Regions from separate parts of the Gossypium hirsutum genome. Here region 2 is linked to region 1. The links are chromatin contacts, called in public Hi-C maps. All regions are on one chromosome and are shown on one strand. Each heading gives the region's core, a stretch centred on a gene start, on an enhancer-like site or on the middle of the called end of the contact. The rest is flanking DNA. Distances are from core to core; before and after follow the strand shown. Region 1 holds the start of LOC107962239 (putative cyclin-D6-1). Region 2 holds the start of LOC107963480 (transcription factor MYB4).

The links. Hi-C and Micro-C count contacts between places; a contact is called where the count stands out from the background.
Region 2: a Hi-C map of leaf shows a contact between it and region 1, with 2.1 times the contacts expected there. The contact joins the promoter of LOC107963480 here to the promoter of LOC107962239 in region 1. A contact is called at or near these places in 2 of 34 Hi-C or Micro-C datasets (callus and leaf).

Annotation. Positions count from the first base shown.
Region 1 is chrA06:94,838,783-94,842,688 of Gossypium_hirsutum_v2.1, forward strand. LOC107962239 (putative cyclin-D6-1) reads left to right here and starts at 1,626. Exons shown (of 6, transcript XM_016898557.2): 1 at 1,626-2,257; 2 at 2,363-2,449; 3 at 2,530-2,625; 4 at 2,700-2,901; 5 at 2,987-3,117; 6 at 3,208-3,788. The coding sequence starts at 2,078. The coding sequence ends at 3,465.
Region 2 is chrA06:94,992,083-94,995,693 of Gossypium_hirsutum_v2.1, forward strand. It overlaps LOC107963480 (transcription factor MYB4), which reads right to left and starts at 1,480. Exons shown (of 3, transcript XM_016899983.2): 1 at 1,174-1,480; 2 at 954-1,083; 3 at 252-830. The coding sequence starts at 1,300. The coding sequence ends at 341.

The DNA.
Region 1 (3,906 bases), core at 376-2,875:
TACCTAAAGTTTGAAAACCTGAATGTGAACTTGAAATGCAATTGAATCCATATGCCTTGAATTTCAAGTTGTTAGGTTGACAAAACATTAGTAAATTTACTAGTAATTCCTTCCTACCTTCTTATATTACCTTTTGCACAGTTTGAGTCAAGAAATGTGACGCAATGATATCTTTGTTTTCTATGAAAGAAAATGGCTCATAAATAACAAATGAAAGTGAATACCTTTTTCTTATACAAGTTAGGAGAATAGAGTTTATAAGTAGGGAAGTAAAACACAATTTGATTAGAAAGAATTAAAAAAAATTTAAATTTCGAGTTAATCGAATTGAGTTATTCAATTTTTTTCGAGTCTACATGAATAAATAATTCGATGTTCGAGTTCGAGTTGAGTTAAATTTTACCATTCTTAAATTTTACCATTCAAATAACTCGAATAATTTGAATAAAAAATTGATGTAAACAGTCTTTGTTAGTTTTTGAAAATGAGCAAATCGGCCTCTCTTACCAAAAATTACAAAAAAAAATTTAAAATAAATTTTAAAATTCTAAATATTTATAAAATTGCAAAATGTATATTTTTTCAACAATTATAAAAATCTAAAGAATATATAAAGAAAGTTAAAAATTTTAAAATTTTCTAAAATAATAAGTTTGGGACCTAAATAAGTTAATTAATGATTCAAGCATACTAAAATATCTTTTTTTTCTCTTATTTTTCTTTGAAATTTTTTAAATATATATGATTTCAAATTTATTTACTCTAACATGGAATTAGTTATATTGTATTGAGATTTTAATTCAAAATGTTTAATTTTTTAATTTAACTCGAATAATTTCACTTGATTCGATTAGAAAAAAAAAATTCAAATTGAGTTAGGATAATAAAAAAAGGACCCACCAACTCAATTTTTTTTACTCAATTCGATCAAACACTCACCCCTATTTATAAGCACAAGTTAAAATAGTAAATTTTATCTCAATCAACTTGAAATTTACTATCCAACCATTGAATATTTGAATTTTTGTTTAATCAATTTATGCAATTATTTAAAAAACAATTATATCTAATAAATATTTGAAACTCAATATTTACCTCGATAGGTTATCTTTTAGAAAATTAAAAATTAAATAGGTAAGGAAGAGACGGTGAGGTTTGTTAAAGAAAATGAAAGAAATTAAATAAAAAAAGGTACCCGAAGTCAATCTACCTAAATTTGACTTGGAGAAAAGAAACCTTGGGTCTTAAGACATTGAAAATTGGATTATTGTCCTGCTCACTTTAGTAGAGAATTTTTTTTTCTAGAATGACATGGTAAAATAATAAAATAATTAAAATAATTATATATATGATAAAATCCTAAAAAAATTTATGAATTTTTTTATTCTTATTAATATTAGATGAACTATTTATTCTTAAAAACTTGTTATAAAAGGGAAAAGAAAAACAAGAAAGGAGTTTGTGGAATGTGATTAAATTAAAGAGGGTCTTATTCCATGATCAAAAGCAAAATTAAAAAAGGAAAAGTAATTTCTTTTAAAGAAGGAAAAAAAATAAATAATAGTTTGTTGGATATTAAGCGGTGAATTATTTAAGCGGCACCTTCTTTAAAATGGACCGGCGCTTATCGCGGAACGAAGAAAAGGAAATATACTGCGCCAAACTGTCTTCTTTCTTTCTACTGCTTTGTGAGCTCTGCTTGGGACCACTTTTCTCCTTTTGCTTTGCATACTAAACTATATACATACATGTGTTCAAAGAAGAATGGCACTTTTATCCATTTCTCCAACAATATTAGCTTTTCAAAAGTATAACCTTCTACCTTCAAATTAGATTATTATTATTATAAATATCATGTTCATGATACTAATTCAGTTTCTCGAGTAGCAATGGCATATTCTAATTAAAGTTAAACAAGGCAGCTTTGTGAGACCCAGAAACAAAAGTCACAAGTGAAGTTGAAGATCCGACTTGGTTTTTTCAGCTCTCTTCTTCTCTTTTTCAACATTATTATAACTCTATTCTTTTGCAAACTCACTCTCACTCTCTCCCCATTCTTCTCTTAAGAAAAAAAATTATGGATTGCTTTGATCTTGAGAACCCATTCACCAGCTTGGACAATCAAGAATCTGATATAATCTCAGCTCTCTTCTCTTCAGAATCTGATCACATGCCTTCCCACAACTACTTTCTAAGTTTAAAGAGCAATGACTTGTTTGTTTCTTTTCGACAGGAAGCCATTTCTCTCATTTTGAGGGTACCCATATCTATTTTCACTATTCACTACTGTTCTTTTCCTTCCATTTCATTTTAATACATGGTTTACTGTTCTTGTCTTTTATAACTTGTTTTAATTGGTCAGGCACAGTATTCATGTAACATTGATCCTTACACAACATACCTGGCTACTAACTACATGGACCGGTTCGTCTCCAGGCAAGAAATTCCTGTATGTAGGCAAGATGAAGAGTGTTGTTTTCTTGGTAACCAAACAAAGTATTTTTTATAACAACTTGAATACTGTAACAGCAAGGTAATCCATGGGTGTTGAGGCTTCTTGTGATCGCTACCATTTCTTTGGCTTCAAAGATGAAGGAACAACACTTCTCTTCCTCCAATTTCCAGGTTAATTAAACATCTCATCTTAATTTGAAATTTTTTTTTTTACCTTCATGCGAAGACTAATACAAATGAAACAGAGAGACGAAGGGTTCATCTTTGATGCCCCCGCAATTCAACGAATGGAGCTTCTGATACTTGATGCCTTGAATTGGAGAATGAGATCAGTAACACCCTTGTCGTTTATCTGCTTCTTCATATCTTTGTTTGAACTTAAAGATCCACCTTTGAGACAAGCATTGAAAGATAGAGCAACAAACATAATCTTCCAAGCTTGTAATGGTAATTAAACAGAACATAGTAACATGTCCGTTATGTCTTTTATCGGAAAACAGCTTGAACATGTCTGTTATGTTATTTGTTGCAGAAATCAAACTGCTAGAGTTCAAACCATCAATAATTGCAGCATCAGCTCTTCTTATGGCATCCCATGAGCTATTCCCTTTGCAGTTTCCATCTTTTGAAACCTCGATTTTGAGCTGTCGACATGTTAATAAAGTAAGGAACTGGAACTATAAAACATTATTGAAGGTCATTTTCTTTTCAATTACTTTAGGTTAATGAATTAAATGAATATAATTTTGACAGGAGAATCAGTTGAAATGCTTTAATGCAATGCAAGAGATGGTGGCTAATGAAACTAGCGATTCAATTATTGAAACGGTGTCAAGCTCAAGTACAACAACTCCAATGAGTGTTTTAGACTGCCATTGTGAGAGAAGCAGTAGCAGCATGGCAGCCATTGCAGTGCCTGAAAAGAGAGAGCAAAGGAAGCGTCAGAAATTGAATGGTTTTTGCAGTGAAAGTAACAGGGTGAAGATTTCCCAGATTCAACCATGTGGTTAAGATTTCTACCTAGATTTTCTATACCTAATGTCCTAAAGGGAAAAGGACAAAAGGGTTCATGAACAGCTTTAGTTAGAACTCAGAAAAGATGGTTCCCTTACCCTTTTCTTCGAGTACAAAATTGACGAAAGAAAATTGACTAAATTAGATGATCCATTTTGTTTATTTCCTTTTAAAAAATATTAAATTTAGCTGGCGGCCAGCTGTTGGGAAAGGGACAAGAAGGACAAAACATGGCTTCAAATGTTAAAATATTACTATTTGTTTGTGTTAATGTTGTGTTGTTCTGTAGCAGATGGGGAATCGAACAATGCTTAATTCAATAAGAGTTTTTATTGTAAACTTCAAAATAAGAAAATAGTTTTCTTGAGGGTAGCAGAGATAGAGGTTTCATTCTCCATGCCTAAGTATAAAATATAAATTTAAACTTAGTGGGAAAGA
Region 2 (3,611 bases), core at 230-2,729, 150 kb after region 1:
ATTTGTCATTTTGGAATTTAATTTAATTTTTATATTATTTTAATAAAAAGCCCTTTATTAATTTATTTTTATTTGTTACAAACCCTATTCTAACAAAGGAAAGCACAACCTATTGCTAGATATTTTTCCACCATTAATTCGTAGAAAAGGCAATTTGAGTGAAGCTTTCACCTAATGTTTTGCCGGTCCTCGATACTGAAGCAATAATCTTTGAACATACATGGAAATTAAAGAGTAAGAACTCATCCAAATTCAATGCCAATAGTTCAAACCACTAGTTTAGCTACAATCATGTCCAACAAGCAAGTGCTCTACAAATCAAAGATTGCCCGAGAGATTATTAGCCTCCATATATTATTTCGTTCGTCAAAAACTTATGCCAAACGTCAGTACAGGAATTACCCAGGTACTGGAACCTCGCTAGCTGAGAGGTAGCAGTAGAAACTCCAGGTACTGAATAAATGGCTTTAGAATTCTCCACTATGTATGATCCTTCTGCAGTGAATGTCTGCTCAAATATGCTTTGAAGTCCTCCATATGCTTTGAATGAACAATTAGTTTGGCTTTCGTCAATTTTCATTGCAGGGTTTGAGCTTGATAAAGGCAGCTGGATTGCACCAGAGGTTTCTACATTTGATTCTTTTATAGCGATGGCAGGTGGGAGAGCAATTTCGGGTGAGCTTTCCTGTTCGGTTTCAACATTGGGTATCTGGAAAGGTCCACTTTTCGGCACTAAGTTGTGTCTCAAACGCTTGCTTAAGCGTGTATGCCAATAATTTTTAATCTCATTATCAGTTCTTCCAGGCAACCTTGATGCAATCACTGACCATCTGCATAATTTGATCGAATAATATTAAATTTGATGTTATGCTCCAAAAGCATATCAGTTGCATAGCCATCATCAACATTCACAGGGATTATTTTGTTGAGTATTAACAGCCTTCAGCGCTTACCGATTTCCAAGCCTTTCATGCAAATCAAGTATGGTTTCCTCTTCTTCCCTTGTGAAATTTCCACGCTTAATTCCAGGCCTTAGATAATTCATCCAACGGAGTCTGCAACTCTTCCCGGACCTTTGCAATCCTACAAGAACAAATATAAAAGACTCAATAAAAGTGTAACTCAGAAGCCAAAAACCTCGAGTATTTCTCGATGATATTGGTTATTGTGGACCTGCTGCTTTGGCCATTGCTGTCCAATTCCAGATACCATATCTAGTAACATAAGCTATTAATTTGTGGTCTTCTTCGGAACTCCATGGACCTTTCCTCAGAGTTGTCTTTTCGTCAGACTTTGCCATCTCTGCAAAAAGTAAATGAAGCAGACTTTTAAGTTTTATGCAAAAAGCAAAACGTTTTATACAAAAGATTTTATGCCAGTTTATGTTATGATTCTATGGAAAAACGTGTTTGAATGTCCCCAATTTTTCCAATAATATGACAATTAACATGGCAAACTTTTATTTCAAAAAGGATACCTCGTGGAACATCCATTAGTAGAGTATGTTTTTACAGTGGTTATATACATAGGTTGACACATATTAGTTGACTACGTTCGTTGTCAAGAAAATGGTTAAAAGAAGAGCTCTTATGTAAGGCAGCTGATGTGTTGTGGCTTAGGTCATCACTGGGCAGCGTTTCCCACATGAAATATGAATGAAAATAAAGCAGATAGTACAAAATTAGTCAATGGTTAACCACTACCGTAAGAAAAATCAAGACATGATAAAGCGTGGACCACGTTTCAACTTTGATCTATTTTTTAAGGTTTTTCAAAACGAAAAGGAATGGCAAAAATCAACATTCAGTCAAAAGACACAGCTTTGATTAGGGCAATAATATTGAAAAGACAGCCAGGTATAAACAAATTTAAAATAAATAGATGAATAAAACTATGGGCATTTGAGTTACATTTTTATGGATTATTCACTAACTTGCAAGTTTCCGAGACAATAGGAAATTCATATTTGAAGGAAGATACATGGCGATGCTGACGACAAGAAAGGGTGTGTAACACGTGTAGATCAATGATGATTTTTTTTTTCATTCAACATGAAATTATTGTAATTTTGTCATTTAATTTTTAAGATATTTTTATTTTAGTCACCGTTATTTATCGACGGTTAATTTTACAAGTCATATTATATCTACACTTTCATTTTAATCTCTCAACTTTTAGATCAATTTTATTTTAGTCACCCAAAAATCTTTTCTTAAATATAGGTCACGGTAAAAAAAACATTAAGGATTAAAGTGAAAAAACGATATAAACTAAAATAACGCATTAAAATTTATTAAATTCTACTTTTTTATCCCATTGTCGAAAATTTTAAATTTCTAATTTTCAATATCAAAATTTTAAATTTCAAAACATAAAAGTCAATTAAATAAATTATTGAAATTTCTTATCCCTGATAATGTCAAACAACTATAAATTGAAATAAATTAATTTACTTAATTTAATCTCTTAAATTTTAAAATTTTATTTTATATTTCCAAATTATCCGAAATCAATCCAATTAACGTATATGTAATAAGTGTCTATGAAACTTAAATTCCTTTTGATTCTATAATATTGAATCTTACATGCAAAGCTAAACGTAAAGGAAAAAATCATTGCAATTAACTAAAAATTAATTACTTTTCTTCATTTGGGTAAAGAACATAATGAAAAATTCTAGATTTTATTTGGCATGAAAGATAAAGTAAATTAATTGCAAGGAATTTCTTTGCTTTAGCTTAACATGGAATATTCAAGATCATATAATCAAAATAAATTTAGGTTTCGTAGAAAATTATTAAAGATGAATTATTTGAGTTTATTTTTATTTGAAAACATAAAAAAAATTAAATTTTATAAGGAGATTAAATTAATTAAATTAATTTCAATATATACACTCTCAAGAGATAAATTTTTTTAATAATTTATTTAATTGATTTTGATGTTTTGAATTTTGAATTTTCAATATTGAAAATAATTAAATTTCAGCAATGAGATAAACAAGTACAATTTGACAATTTTTTAATACATTATTTTAGTTTTCACTGCTTTTCATTTTAATCTTTGTTTTTTTTACCCCAATCGATACTGTTGAAACCATTTTTTTCGAAAAATGAGATCGACGGAAATGAAAGAACGGGAGTCGCCACCAATCCTTTTTGATGAGGTGTGATCGGGTCACCTCGTAAAAGTGGTTGTTTTTAACAAATGATTTTATTTATTTAAACCACGATTTTGGTCCACAAAATTTAGAAAGACGGGTTCGGGAGTCGGTTAAGCACGTGGAAGGATTAGCACCCTCGTAACGCCCAAAATTGATACCTAGTTGATTAATTAGTGTCTTAGTGTCGAAAATTTGAAAATTTGAAAGGCTTTAAAATACGATCCTCTTTTTATAAAAACACTCGAATGTTAAAGGCCATCTCGTCTTGAAGTAATAAAATGTCACGTCCAGTAAGTTAGGACACGACATCTCGAACTTTGAGAATGAGCTTGCCTTTATTTAAAATTCATGTATTTTAACTTTTTAAAAGGATGTTCGGTTATTTAGGGCAAACGAGAAAAGTCGAAACCCAGTAAGTTAGAGCATGTTTTCTCGAATTTCCAAATAC